2 separate regions of the Mus musculus genome follow, and region 2 is linked to region 1. The links are chromatin contacts, called in public promoter capture Hi-C maps. All regions are on one chromosome and are shown on one strand. The core of a region is the stretch at or near the end of the contact, and the rest is flanking DNA. Distances in the headings are between cores, read along the strand shown.

Region 1 (6,033 bases), core at 1,931-4,430:
GGCTGGAGAGATGGATCAGCAACTAAGAGTGCTTGTTGATCTTTCAGAGGCCCCAGCACCCACATGGTGACTCCAGTTTCAGTGGGTCTAAAGCCATCTTCTGGCCCCTTCAGGCATACACAGACATACATGCCAGGCAAAACGCCCATGCACATAAAACTAAAATATATCCAAAAAAGCTTTTTCTAAAGGAAGAATTCTTAAAATATTATCTCACTTGGTGATTTCTGACTTTGCTTGTAAAAGAACTAGTAGGAAGCATAGGTGAGGCAAAATGGAAAAGGATGGATCAGGGTGTGAAACGCATCCCACTGAACTGTACCCAGATGAATCTAGCAACAGCAGCTTCCCCACAGCACATGGGCATGAGAACAAAACCCTGTATCCCTCACCTTCCTAGCCAGCTTCCGGGCTGGGCTCTTCCAGCCGCCAACATCGTCATCTATCTTACTGTACTTAGTGTGAATGGAAGAAAGTTGAGAAGCACTGGCAGGATGCATGACAGCAAAGTCAGACACAGTGGAACAACCTGCAAGCCCAGGACTCAGGAGACCCAGGCAGGAAGAGCGCAAATGTGAGGTAAGCATAGGCTACCCAGCAAGAACCGGTTTCAATGAATGAAGATAAAACACATAAAAGCAAGCTGGGCAGTAGTGGCGCACACCTTTAATCTCATCCAGCACTCAGGAGGCAGAGGCAAGTGGACCTGAGAGTTTAGGGTCAGCCTGGTCTAGTTCCAGAAAAGCCAAAACAAAAACATAAAGGTAATTATAATCTCAAAGTCCACATTCTCTAGTTAGAAGTGAAGACTTTCCTTACTTGGTTTTACTATATATAAAAATTATTTCATTGTTACCAAGTAATCAAACCCCACATTACATATGTATGCATGTTTTTAAAATACAGCAGCTTAAGTAACCTTTTCTTTAGCAAAAACAATATCCCCTAGGGTAAGATGAATTAATGAACACATTTGATCACTTATAGTGTTATGTTAAGTTATTTTGAAAAGAGTTAACTTCTGCTGTAAAGATGGTCAGGAAATAAACTTTGAGCAAAGATACCAAATGAAAACCACACCAAAGAGTGATTCTGCTATTGAGCTGAGAGCCAGTTCAGAAGTTAAGAGAAAGAACTACTCTTGAGAAGACCCTGGTTTGATTCCCAGCACCCATAGCCAATACCTGGCAAGCACCTGTAACTCAGATCCAGAGCAGGTGTGGCCTACACAGGTACTTTCATACCCACATACCCACCCAGAGATAACATACACAATTAAGAAATAAGAAATAAATCTGTGTCAAAATGCTACTATTTCCAGGAAAAATGATCAGATACTTTAAAAGAGATACATATAAAAGGTCAAGATTTAACTTTAGAACAGAAAGGATCCGTTCCCACTCTAATCCAACAAAAGAAAGACGCTGCTACTCTTCCACAGCACTGCCTGAGGCATAGAAACAGGCATAAAAAGCACTTTCCCCCACTGCTGAAGACAAAGTAAATTCCAAAAATAGCAATCTCTTACAAACAAATCTGCCTTTTCCAAAAACTAAGTATAAAAGCTAACCAGCTCTCATGCCAGATACAATCCCAGTGTGGATTTTAATCTTCATTTTTAGTCTTAAATAATGCCTGTATCTTAAGACAGATCACCGTCAAGTGTTAGTAACAAATAATGTCTTAATACAGATAAAAATCTTAAAGCAATCATATAGCCCATCTGCTGTCAACTGATGTTCCACAGTTCCTTTTTTGGCCTCAAATGATGAAACTTCTCTAACGTCTCTGGGGAGACTAGTAAAGTATAACGTTTCCTGAAATTGTTCTTGTTTCACTGCACCATTTCGTGACACCTCTTCACCTAAGAATGCTACTGCAGGAAAGGCCAAAAGTACAAGCAAATGCAAAAAGAATACCATAAGGAAAGCTGATTGAAGGAAGATACAGGGGAAGGAGGGAAATGCGTAAGAATGCAAACCATTGCTAGCAGAGAAGCGCCAACAACGAGATCTTGCTTATTCTTCTAGAAACAAAAACCAAAAATTCTAAGGAAAATGCGGATGTTACTCGAGGATGATGTTAAAACTCCAAAAAGCGTTCCGCTGACACGCTACAAGAGTTCTACTCTCTCTTCCTATGTGCTTTAACACCGCTAGCCCTATCTGCAAATTAAATGCCGGCTATAGATAATGCAATCTCTAGAAACTACAATTGTGGTTGCCATCTTTGCCTGAAAATTTTTTCTTTTATTGGATTTGCAAGGGGGGGGGGGAATACATTAAGTTGGAAGCTACAAAAAACACCTTCAAGTCTGACAGAGCACAGGTTAACAGGCGTCTCCTACCAAACTAAGGTTTTAAAGGTCTGGGAAAGAAAGGCAAAGGAGCCACGGCCTTACCAATCCCGCAAGGGTGGGGCATCGCAAGAAAAAAAAATTTAAGAGGGCGAGTTTCTATCGAGGCCGAGGAGCAGGCCCACGAGCTCGCACGTTGTGGTAGCACAGGACGCTGGGGACAGGGACGAAGGGCGGCTTCGAAGAAGAGACGTGGGCTGCCAGGGAATGCCCAGAGTGCGGGCTGATAGAAGGAGGCACCCACCGGGCACCGGATGAAGATCAGAGAAGAACGAGCATGAGTCCGGCGATCCGAGGCTGCGCGTGGGAGGCCGGGCAGAGGCCGCGGAGCGCCGTGGGCAGGCGGCCGTCCTCGGCGAGGGGCTCTGCCGGTCTCCGGCCGCCCCGACCGCGGGTGACGGCGGCGGGCACAGCTGTTTCCACCCCGCTGGGGAGCGCGAGGGGAAAAGCATCCCGGCGGTGGCCAGGGAGCCGAGCGGCAGGCATCCTCGCGTAGGGGCGCGGAGCGGAGCCCCCACCGCGAAGCGCACGACGAACTTCGCCCTTTCTTCCCCCTAAGCCGCCTTTATGCCACAACTTCGCGGCCGCTACTGTCCGCGGCCACCGGCCGACACCCCCGCTCGGCTCGCCGCCAGGCGATCCCCCGACGCCCCGAGGTCAGGGAAGGTCGCCCGGAGCCAGGCCCAGAGGTCTCGGACGCCGACCCCGCGCAGACGCTCACCTCGTCTCGATGGCCCCCTCGCCCTCCCCGCTGCAGCAGCTCCGCTCACCTGCATTGACGCCATGATGAAACCATCCCCCCAAGGCCAGCGAGGCCCGAGACGCAGGGGGCGGAGCCGCCGTGCTCGCGTCACGCCGCGGGGGCCCAACATCCCGGGCACGGGGGTGGAGTCGCCGATGGGAAGGGGCCCGCGTGTCCGATTGGCTAGCGCGCGGGTGCCCGGGGCGGGGCGGGGCGGGGCCAGGCCGGGCTCCCTAGGTACCTTGCATCCCAGCCAATTTATACGCGGGCCCACCCTCAGTGCTGGCGGAGGCGCTGCTCCAGGTCGGACTGAAGCGTTATGCCGAGGTCACAATGCTGTCCGGGCATTTGGCAGGGAGGGGATCTCATTTTGTTTTTCCAGCTACAAGTGTAAGATTTACAGCCCACCCCCTTCATATGTCTTTTTTACACCTACCGTGTTTTCGCTCCTGAGGCAGATACAACTTCGCCTGGAGATGCTTTCTGGTATTTGCAGACCTAGGAAGCTTCTACTTTGAGGGGCAGAGAGTCACAGGTTTCCCTATAGGACAGAATGAAAACTGAGAGCAGTGATCTTAAAAGCAAGAACAATTGGATTTGAAACGTGCTGGAAAGGGAAGGAGGGTGAATAATGGAGTTCCCTTTTGTGTGCAATTTTCTAGTTCCCTAACCCTCTAAATTGTAAAGTCCAGGTATACCATAAGAGTCGTTGTTACATCAGTCTTACTTTTGATTAACAATTTGACTCTAGCCGTGAAATCTCAATATAATGAATATAGTTTACGTAATTTAATACTTAATACTTAATACTTAAACCTTCTGCCATGCCTAGATTTCTCTTCACCCTATTCTGTGGTGGGCAGTTGCATGATCAGACGACCTATGAGTGAGCTTGAGTAGAAATCGCTGAGCATACAGAATTTATTCTAGGAATGCACCAGTTCTGCCAGCATTTATCAGAAGTCACATTTTTAAAGCTCCTCCGGAACCAAAGATGTCGTTTACTTAAATACCAAACGAAAAATGGAAGCCAAAAGCTTGCACCTCATGTCCTGTCTCTAAAGGAATCAGAGAGGATGGCATGTTGAGTAGAAGGCTTTTACTTTACCCGGATGAAAGTTTAAATCTTTATTTTTATTGACTTGGCTTCATTTTTAGACATTTCTCTAAAATATAAATATAATGGTGATGTAGGTTATCACTCTCACACTTAAGCTAGAGCACGATGTTCCTCTGAGAACATCCGTAAGGAAATGTGTTCAAGAGAGGAAAAGATGTCTAAATCTGCCAGTTTTTCTGTGGTGTAATATTCAAGACGGTTTCTCTTCACCATGGAGGAACTTTTCCATGGGGTTTGCATGACTTGGAGTACAGGACTCAACCAGAAGCATATCCGCTATCAGTTCAGGTATGTCGTTACCATCACAACATGGAACAAAGTGCCCACATAGCCCAGTGATGAGGTACGCTTACAGGAAAGAGTCTCCACCAGGCCTTCCAGAGATCTTTGTCCCTGTGATCTCAGGCTGTAATGTACCAGCTAATGTTCATGTTGTTTTAAAAGTTGATTCTTCTCAAAGGTGTAAATGACAAAGGAGACTCTACAAACATGGCATTATGACCTCATCAAAGTAAATGGCCTACTAGACAAGGTACTCAGAAGGAAGAAAAGCAATTACACCTTGGTGTTGCTTACAGTAGAACTAATGTCAGGTTTCCACCTCACAGGTGTCCAAGGGATCTTCACGGGAGGCAAAGTCACATCCTAGGAAATTCTAAGCAGCTCATAACTACCTATCGTCTTTATTCTTTAATTAATACATAATAGGGTCTGGGGTGTATAGTTCACTGGGAAAACCTGTGGTTAACATGTAGGAGATCCTGGATTTGATCTCTGAGTACGGAAAGCAAAACAAAAGGCAAAAATATATAACAGACTGTTCGCCGACATACTCAGGAGCAAGGAGTGATGTAGAGGCTATTTTCAGTGAGAATAAGTGTTCCTAAAGCTCTTGACTGCCCGTTATTTGATGGAGATACTCACATTTTTTTCCCAGAACATGGCTTATTAGTGGATATGGCCCCTTAAAGTGGGATACTACGAAAAGGGGAAGTGGAAGTGAATCCCCAACAATAGGGAAGGAATTGACACAACCATGTTAGAAAAAGGCTCAGCCATGATGAAGTAAAAGTTAGAAAATCTTTTAAAAAGCAGTATTTTTGATAAAACATAAGTAGCACAAAATGTAATGTTAATTCCACTTAGCAATTCAAACGAATTGTAAAATACATCTTTGGGACAACTGGAGCCAAGTAAAAGTAGAATGAATATGATGAATTGTTCTTTAGTGGAATTATTCTTTAGGTGGGTGGTGGTAACAGAGGCAGGTGGATCTCTGTGAGATTGAGGCCAGCCTGGTCTACAGAGTTCCAGGACGACCAGGGATACACAAAGAAACCCTGTCTAAAACAAACAAACAAACAAACAAACGAAAGAAAGAAACAGAATCATTGTTTATATTAAATTCAATAATGGTATTCAGTTTTTAATTTCCACATCAAGTAGAATGACTATCAGCTGGCAAGGAGAGGCAGTTCTTCCTCATCTCCTGAACCATCATCACTTCTATCTCTTGTAAGAAGAAACAGGAGAGTAGAATATGTGGGCAGGTGTCTGAAGTCTCCCCTTCAGGGCAAGGGAAAGCCTGAGATAATGCCGAGTAGGATAGTGTATTAGTCAGGGTTCTCTAGAGTCACAGAACTTATGGATAATTTCTAAATAGTAAAGGAATTTATTGATGACTTACAGTCGGCAGCCCAATTCCCAACAATGGTTCAGTCGCAGCTGTGAATGGAAGTCCAAGGATCTAGCAGTTACTCAGTCTCACGCAGCAAGCAGGCGAAGGAGCAAGAGCAAGAGCTAGACTCCCTTCTT
Region 2 (6,033 bases), core at 2,425-4,924, 1.1 Mb after region 1:
TCCTGAGCAAGCTCTCTGCTTCTGTATCCCATCTGTGGCCAGCAATCTCCTGCTTAAATGGTTCATCAGCCATACCTCCAGCAATGAAAGACTATGCACCCTATACTATAAACCCAAATAAACCCTTTCTCCTCCTTGTTTCTGTATGGCATTTTGTTAAGGCAATGGGAAAAATCAACTAACAAACATACTTCCCCAAGATCATATTTTGTATTTCCAAAAGTCCCATTCATCTGTGTATTTAATATACATTGTAAGAGATAAAATGGAACCCATATACACATCTTACTCTATAAGAAATTTTACTGTTGTTGGGGAATAGGCTAAGTATTCAAATAACTCTGACTTAAGAAATTAGAAGAGGGCAGGGAAGACGCAGAAGGGCTGGCTGAACCATGTAAACCTATGGCAGGGAATGGGTTGAGTTAGATCATCAGGCTGAATGTTACAGATTTCCTAGGCAGACTAGAGTAGCAGGAAAGACAGAGAAACACAAGGAAGTTACTGAATGCTGTATAAGTGCATAGAGAGTGTCCCAGCTGTGAGCAAAGATAAAGAGGAATTCCTGAAGGTAATGCATGAGCAGCACCCAGACTGCAAAATAACAACAGTGTCTCATTCAAATCTAAAATCAGGTTAATTTCCCCCCTAGACCTCAAGACACACTAAAAGAGTTACCAACATATAACGTGAATGCGGATCTGAATAGTTACAGTGCTACTAACCTAACCCAAGCATCATAATAAAGCTGGTCTTGACAATGGAATTTATTTCTGTACCTTAGTTATGAAATCGTGAAGGTGACTCTATATGAAGGGCCTTCTTCACATGAGAGCACAAATCTACCCTGTATGGAACAAAGACATGATTGGAAAATGGCTAGCAGTACAGGTGAAACATAATATAGCAGTGTTTTCTTCATGACTTTGGGATAGGCAAGTATTTCTCCTGCAGGGTCCAGGGCTGGTAAAATGGCTCAGGAATTAAGAATTGGTGCTGCTGTTGGAGCGAACCTGCGTTTGCCTCTCAACACTGACTTGGTGGCTCATGACCTCCTGTAATTCCTACTCCAGAGCACTGGTTGCCCTCTCTGTATATACACACAAACATTCAGGCACTTACACCATATGTACATTAAAGGCTTCCCTGGATACCAGGCATCATATAATGTAATATACAGATATATGCAGGCACTGACATTTACACAGAAGAGGAAAATAAGTAAGCCTTTAAAATAAATTAATACATTGACACAAGTTCTATTTATTAAAGTACTAAACACAGGAAATGTAGCATTACACATCTCCAGGAGAAGAGATGTAAAGATGTCTTGATAGAGGTTATAGAGAGAAGATGTGAGGTTATGGCAGTATGGAGTAACTGTCACCTCTACAACATGTACTCACTTGGAAATTCAGAGGTAGGTTAGCATACATTTTAAGGTAGTTCCTTACTTTCCACATACATGGATAATTACAGCATGCGGAATAGAATACTAGCAAAAGAAAATCATCTTTGCAGAAACATGTCAATTCCAGTGCTTTAGGCTACAAGTAGCTAATACTCAAGCCAAGCCAGTGTGGCTTAAACATCCATTTGTTATCTCCCATAACAAGAAAATGGAGTGATTGGTCAGGAACAGGGAGGAACAGACACTATTTATTCTTTTGTTCAACAGGTAAAGAGGTCATTCTTTAGTCTGTCCCTTCTCTTTGCTCAATAACAACTGTACTTTTCAAATCTCACAAATTAGCACCTAAAGATAATTTTTCTTTTGATCACAAAAGAAAACCACTGCAACCCCTGTCCTCAGCTCTAAATTCAGCCCTGCCTTCCTTGAATGATGAGCAAGCATTGCTTGAACTGTCTCTTACTACACTAGTCACTGCTACAGGGATCTATTTTCAACGTTGCTTAGAATAAGCACCAGTCACTTCCTAAGGTTGCTGCTGATGAGAAGGTGGGGACCCCATGTAAAACCAGACGCTACAGTTTCAGATGGAACAAAGATGTGGGAGATTATGTGTTGGCCAAGTACACAGCAGTATCTGCCACAATAGAGTAGAAATGCCACAACCTGCCATGGCTTTACAAGGGACTGCTTCAGTCATAAACCAAAGTGCCATTTTGACATTCATTTGATGTGGATAAGTTGTGCCTTTCTGTTGACAAATAGACGTTGCAATAATAAATAAAAACATGAACTGTATCAAAGAAAAGCTTATATAGTAAATTGGAAATGCAAGATTATTGAAGGCTTATGCTTAATATGATGAATATTTAGGCCATTCTTATATTAAATGTGATAATTGCCTTACCAAATTTCTTATCATCTTTATTTAAGTTCCTCTTCAAATATTTCAAAAATATGCAATCACTTTTAACAGATTTAACTCAATTCTCTCTATGATTTTTCAATGACACATAAAGTGTTCCATGTAGACATGATCTCCATCTTTACTATACTATACTATTACTATATCACCTGTCCTTTATCAGAAACTGGACTGTTTTAGATGTAAAAGCCCTATTTCCTGAATGCTAGGGACACTAATTATGAATTAATATTCCCAAACTACAAATTTGCATCTATTCTGTGTGTACAACGCTAAAGAAAAACCTTGTGACTCTATACCTGAGAATGTTCAGTGTGGCTCTCTTTCTGATATGTCTGCTTCCCATTCTTTGCTATTCTAGGAAACAAAGATTCATGTCACCAGGGACTTTGGGGTCTGACTACAGAAGAGCAGCTGGATAATGGAAAGAGACAGGTAATGGTTGGAACAATCTGATTTGGTCTTTGAGACATTCCAGATATAGAGACAGAAATTTGAGGTGAGGACTCTCAAAGGAGCCGATGCAAAGGCAGGGGAATTAGATAATCCACTTCAAAACAAAGTGTGCTTGTACAAACTGCACCACACTCAGTAGGGCAATACTTTTTGAGTTTACAATTAGTAAATTCCTACTCTAGGATGCAAAACAGGTATCTGTCCTGGGACTGAATTTTGAGATTCTGACAGTCTATCAATGATATATTGTTTAAAGGACTCTTCTTATTTTCACAAATGCCAAATGCTGGTGATCCTTTTTCAGAAGCCAACACCGCATGTTTCCTGACATGTCTCAACTGTCAGGCAATATCCACTTCAATAGTCTTCTGAAAGTCTTTCTCCATCTGGTCCTCATTAAGCTTTAGTAGCCAAAGAAAGACTTCTTCCTTCTAGAAACTAGAGACCAATGGGGATCCATTAGAAAAAAATAAAAAAACCTGTTTCTCTTTTTATCCCACCCCCTAGATTTCCTTTTGTGTGTACAAGACTGGAAGTTCTTAGCGTACCTCCATGCCCACTTACCTCAAGTTCTGGGGCTAGCTCCTTTGCAACCAGACTGTAAGTAATTTCAGCATCCCATCAGAGAGAATCTTAGGGGGAGGGTGTTTGATCTGAGAGAGGTGGGAGAAGCTAGAGGCTCTCTTCCCCCAGGGTCCAGACCTTGCCGTCCTCCACTCACAAAGGCACAGTGCACGCCCACAAAAGATCCTGGCTTGCTGCAAGTCGACTCCCACAGGCCAGAACTGGGTGGAGGTGGAGGTGGGGGTGGTAAAGGAGGGCTCTGGCATCACGTGCCTGTGCAGGCACCTCAATAAATGCCGAGTGCTGAGGAGCGGCGGAAGCGCCTGGCGCCAGGGCTCTGCAAGCTGAAGCAGGAGGTCCCCGGGGAGTTTTTCCTTTGTCCCACCTCACCCTAGATCTCTGGAACACCGGGAGCCCAACTCTGAGAGCTGCTTTCAGGGGCACTTTGCTAACTTTGAAGCCCGTGCCCACTGCTCCTCCCAGGTTTGCTTTGAGTCGCAGAGCTAGGGGCTCGCGTCCCCAGGGGTCAGCCAGCTCCTCACTCTGACTCCCGTGGTGGCCTGGTCCTTGTCGCCTCTGTGAAGGGCAGAGTCAAGGCAAGGAGCAGCTGCAGAGACAAGCAGTTCTGCCAGGCTCCGCTCTCCGGGGAACATCACACTGGAGAGGTAAGGGCGATGCACAAGCTGCATCCAGAGTGGTCCAGCTGCCAGGTTTTCCTGGTTCCCTGTTTGGAAACATCATCTAGGAAAAACTGACTTGTAGAGAAAGGTCTGGCCAAGAAAGGGTAGATGGGTTGCAGGGCAGGAACTCTTCATTTCACCTTGTCCTGGGGACGCCCTCCCCGCAGGGTTCAAGTGAACCTTGGCCTCCTGTTGTATGTGAGGGACATACTCTGAAGTTCTCCAGGAGAGCGCTTGGTAGGGTTAAATTCACATGTTGGGCACAAATTTTGCCGGAATATGGGAATAAGATTGATTTTTCCATCTGCACATGGGTGAAAAAAAAAAAGTTGCTCCAGGGGCCTGAGCCATTCATTTGCAGTGAACCTCGGGGCCATCTCCAGGTACCAGCAATACAGGCATGAGTCGTGTATGAATAGCTATGAACCAGAGATGAAATGCTGGGATATTGTGCCTTTAAAAATAAAAATAAAACAAAGCAAATTAAATAGAAAACTTGAAAGTTTCTGCAGAATGTAAAAGCTTCCAGACAAAAATAAAACACTATATAAATAGTACTCATTGTAAGGTATGTCATTTAAAACCTTGTAATTCAGAAATTATTCTCAAGCCTTGAGCTTCCCCGGCTCCTTTTGCCCTCGACTTTTGGCTTAGTGGTTAGCTTGGAAAAATATTTTGTGTCAACAGCACATTGTAAAAGTTCTTTATGGAAAAATGGAGGTGATAGAAAACGTATTTTCAAAACCGGAGTGCTTATGTGTTGGGGTTTGCTATCATAAAATAATTTCATCTGAATCGTGTGACATGTCTTATAGCCACAAGGAGTGGAAGAGCCTGTCTTGGAGATTTTCCCCGGGGAAACCCAGAGGCCATTCATTATGATGTGTAAGGCACAGGAGTGGCTCAGAGTGACCGCACTGCTATTTGTGGCTAGAGCAGTTCCAGCTATGGTGGTTCCTAATGCCACTTTGCTGGAGAAACTTTTGGAAAAATACATGGATGAGGATGGTGAATGGTGGACAGCTAAGCAAAGAGGGAAAAGAGCCATCACAGACAATGATATGCAGAGCATCTTGGATCTCCATAATAAACTGAGAAGTCAGGTGTACCCAACAGCTTCTAATATGGAGTATATGGTAAGACATGTTCACGTGGTGTATATCAAAGAAATGTTCTTGGTGCCTAGGGCAGCATAGATAAACTCATTCATGCTGTTCTTTAATCTTTTCCCACTCATTCTGCTTTAATTTTTAACATTTTCTTCAAGTATATCCTTATCTGCACACTATCTGTTCATGTTTCTGTTGTTAAGAGCTCTTTCAATTTCAGTGTAAACTTAAGTACCTTCAGATCCACTGTTCCTAAGTATTCTAAACTCTGCTTTAAAGGTAGGTCACCCCTTTCCTAAATAGTTACTGTATCGACTTTAAATGCCTCTTTTTACATTTAATTCTTTTGTGTAGGGGGGGGGGGTCACATGCCATGATGAAGAGGTGGAGAGGCCAACTTTCAGCAGTCATTCTCTCTTTTAGCACATGAACTCAGGTCATCAACTTTGAACCTCAGGTTTTGTCTTTATTGGCTGAGCCATCTGGCCAGCTCCTGTGTTAACTTTCAATCTACTTAGTAGAAAGATTATGCTCTAGGGCCTCTTAGGACCTTCCTATAAATAGTGGAGCTACACAACTCAGACCAAGACTTAGTGAAGAGTTCTGAATTGTTGGCACACATGTATGCCCCCAGTAGACCTTTATTTCTTGCAAATATGAAAACCACTTTATACCTATTTTATGTTTAAATGCTTTAGCCAATTTATTGTTTGTAATCTTCAAAGTGTAAATATAACAGGATCATTTTGTCCTTAATTACCTCGTATAAATCAACAGGTTTGGGACACAAAATTAGTTCTTTAAAATTATTTGCATACCTTACATATTTAGATAAGCTTTCAAACTGTATTATATTACTCCCATGAACTGTGCTAGCAAAGCCAGCTA

What was found. Promoter capture Hi-C pulls out the DNA fragments that hold promoters and counts their contacts.
Region 2: a contact with region 1 is called in a promoter capture Hi-C map of cranial neural crest. The contact joins the promoter of Crispld1 here to the promoter of Ube2w in region 1. A contact is called at or near these places in 2 of 39 promoter capture datasets (cranial neural crest and maxillary cranial neural crest).

Annotation. Positions count from the first base shown.
Region 1 is chr1:16,616,111-16,622,143 of GRCm38.p6, forward strand. Ube2w (ubiquitin-conjugating enzyme E2W (putative)) reads right to left here and starts at 3,181. Exons shown (of 6, transcript NM_025773.4): 1 at 3,127-3,181. The coding sequence starts at 3,141.
Region 2 is chr1:17,723,743-17,729,775 of GRCm38.p6, forward strand. It overlaps Crispld1 (cysteine-rich secretory protein LCCL domain containing 1), which reads left to right and starts at 3,675. Exons shown (of 15, transcript NM_031402.2): 1 at 3,675-4,021; 2 at 4,852-5,172. The coding sequence starts at 4,915. Gm16070 (predicted gene 16070) reads right to left here and starts at 3,904. Exons shown (of 7, transcript NR_130314.1): 1 at 3,357-3,904; 2 at 780-847.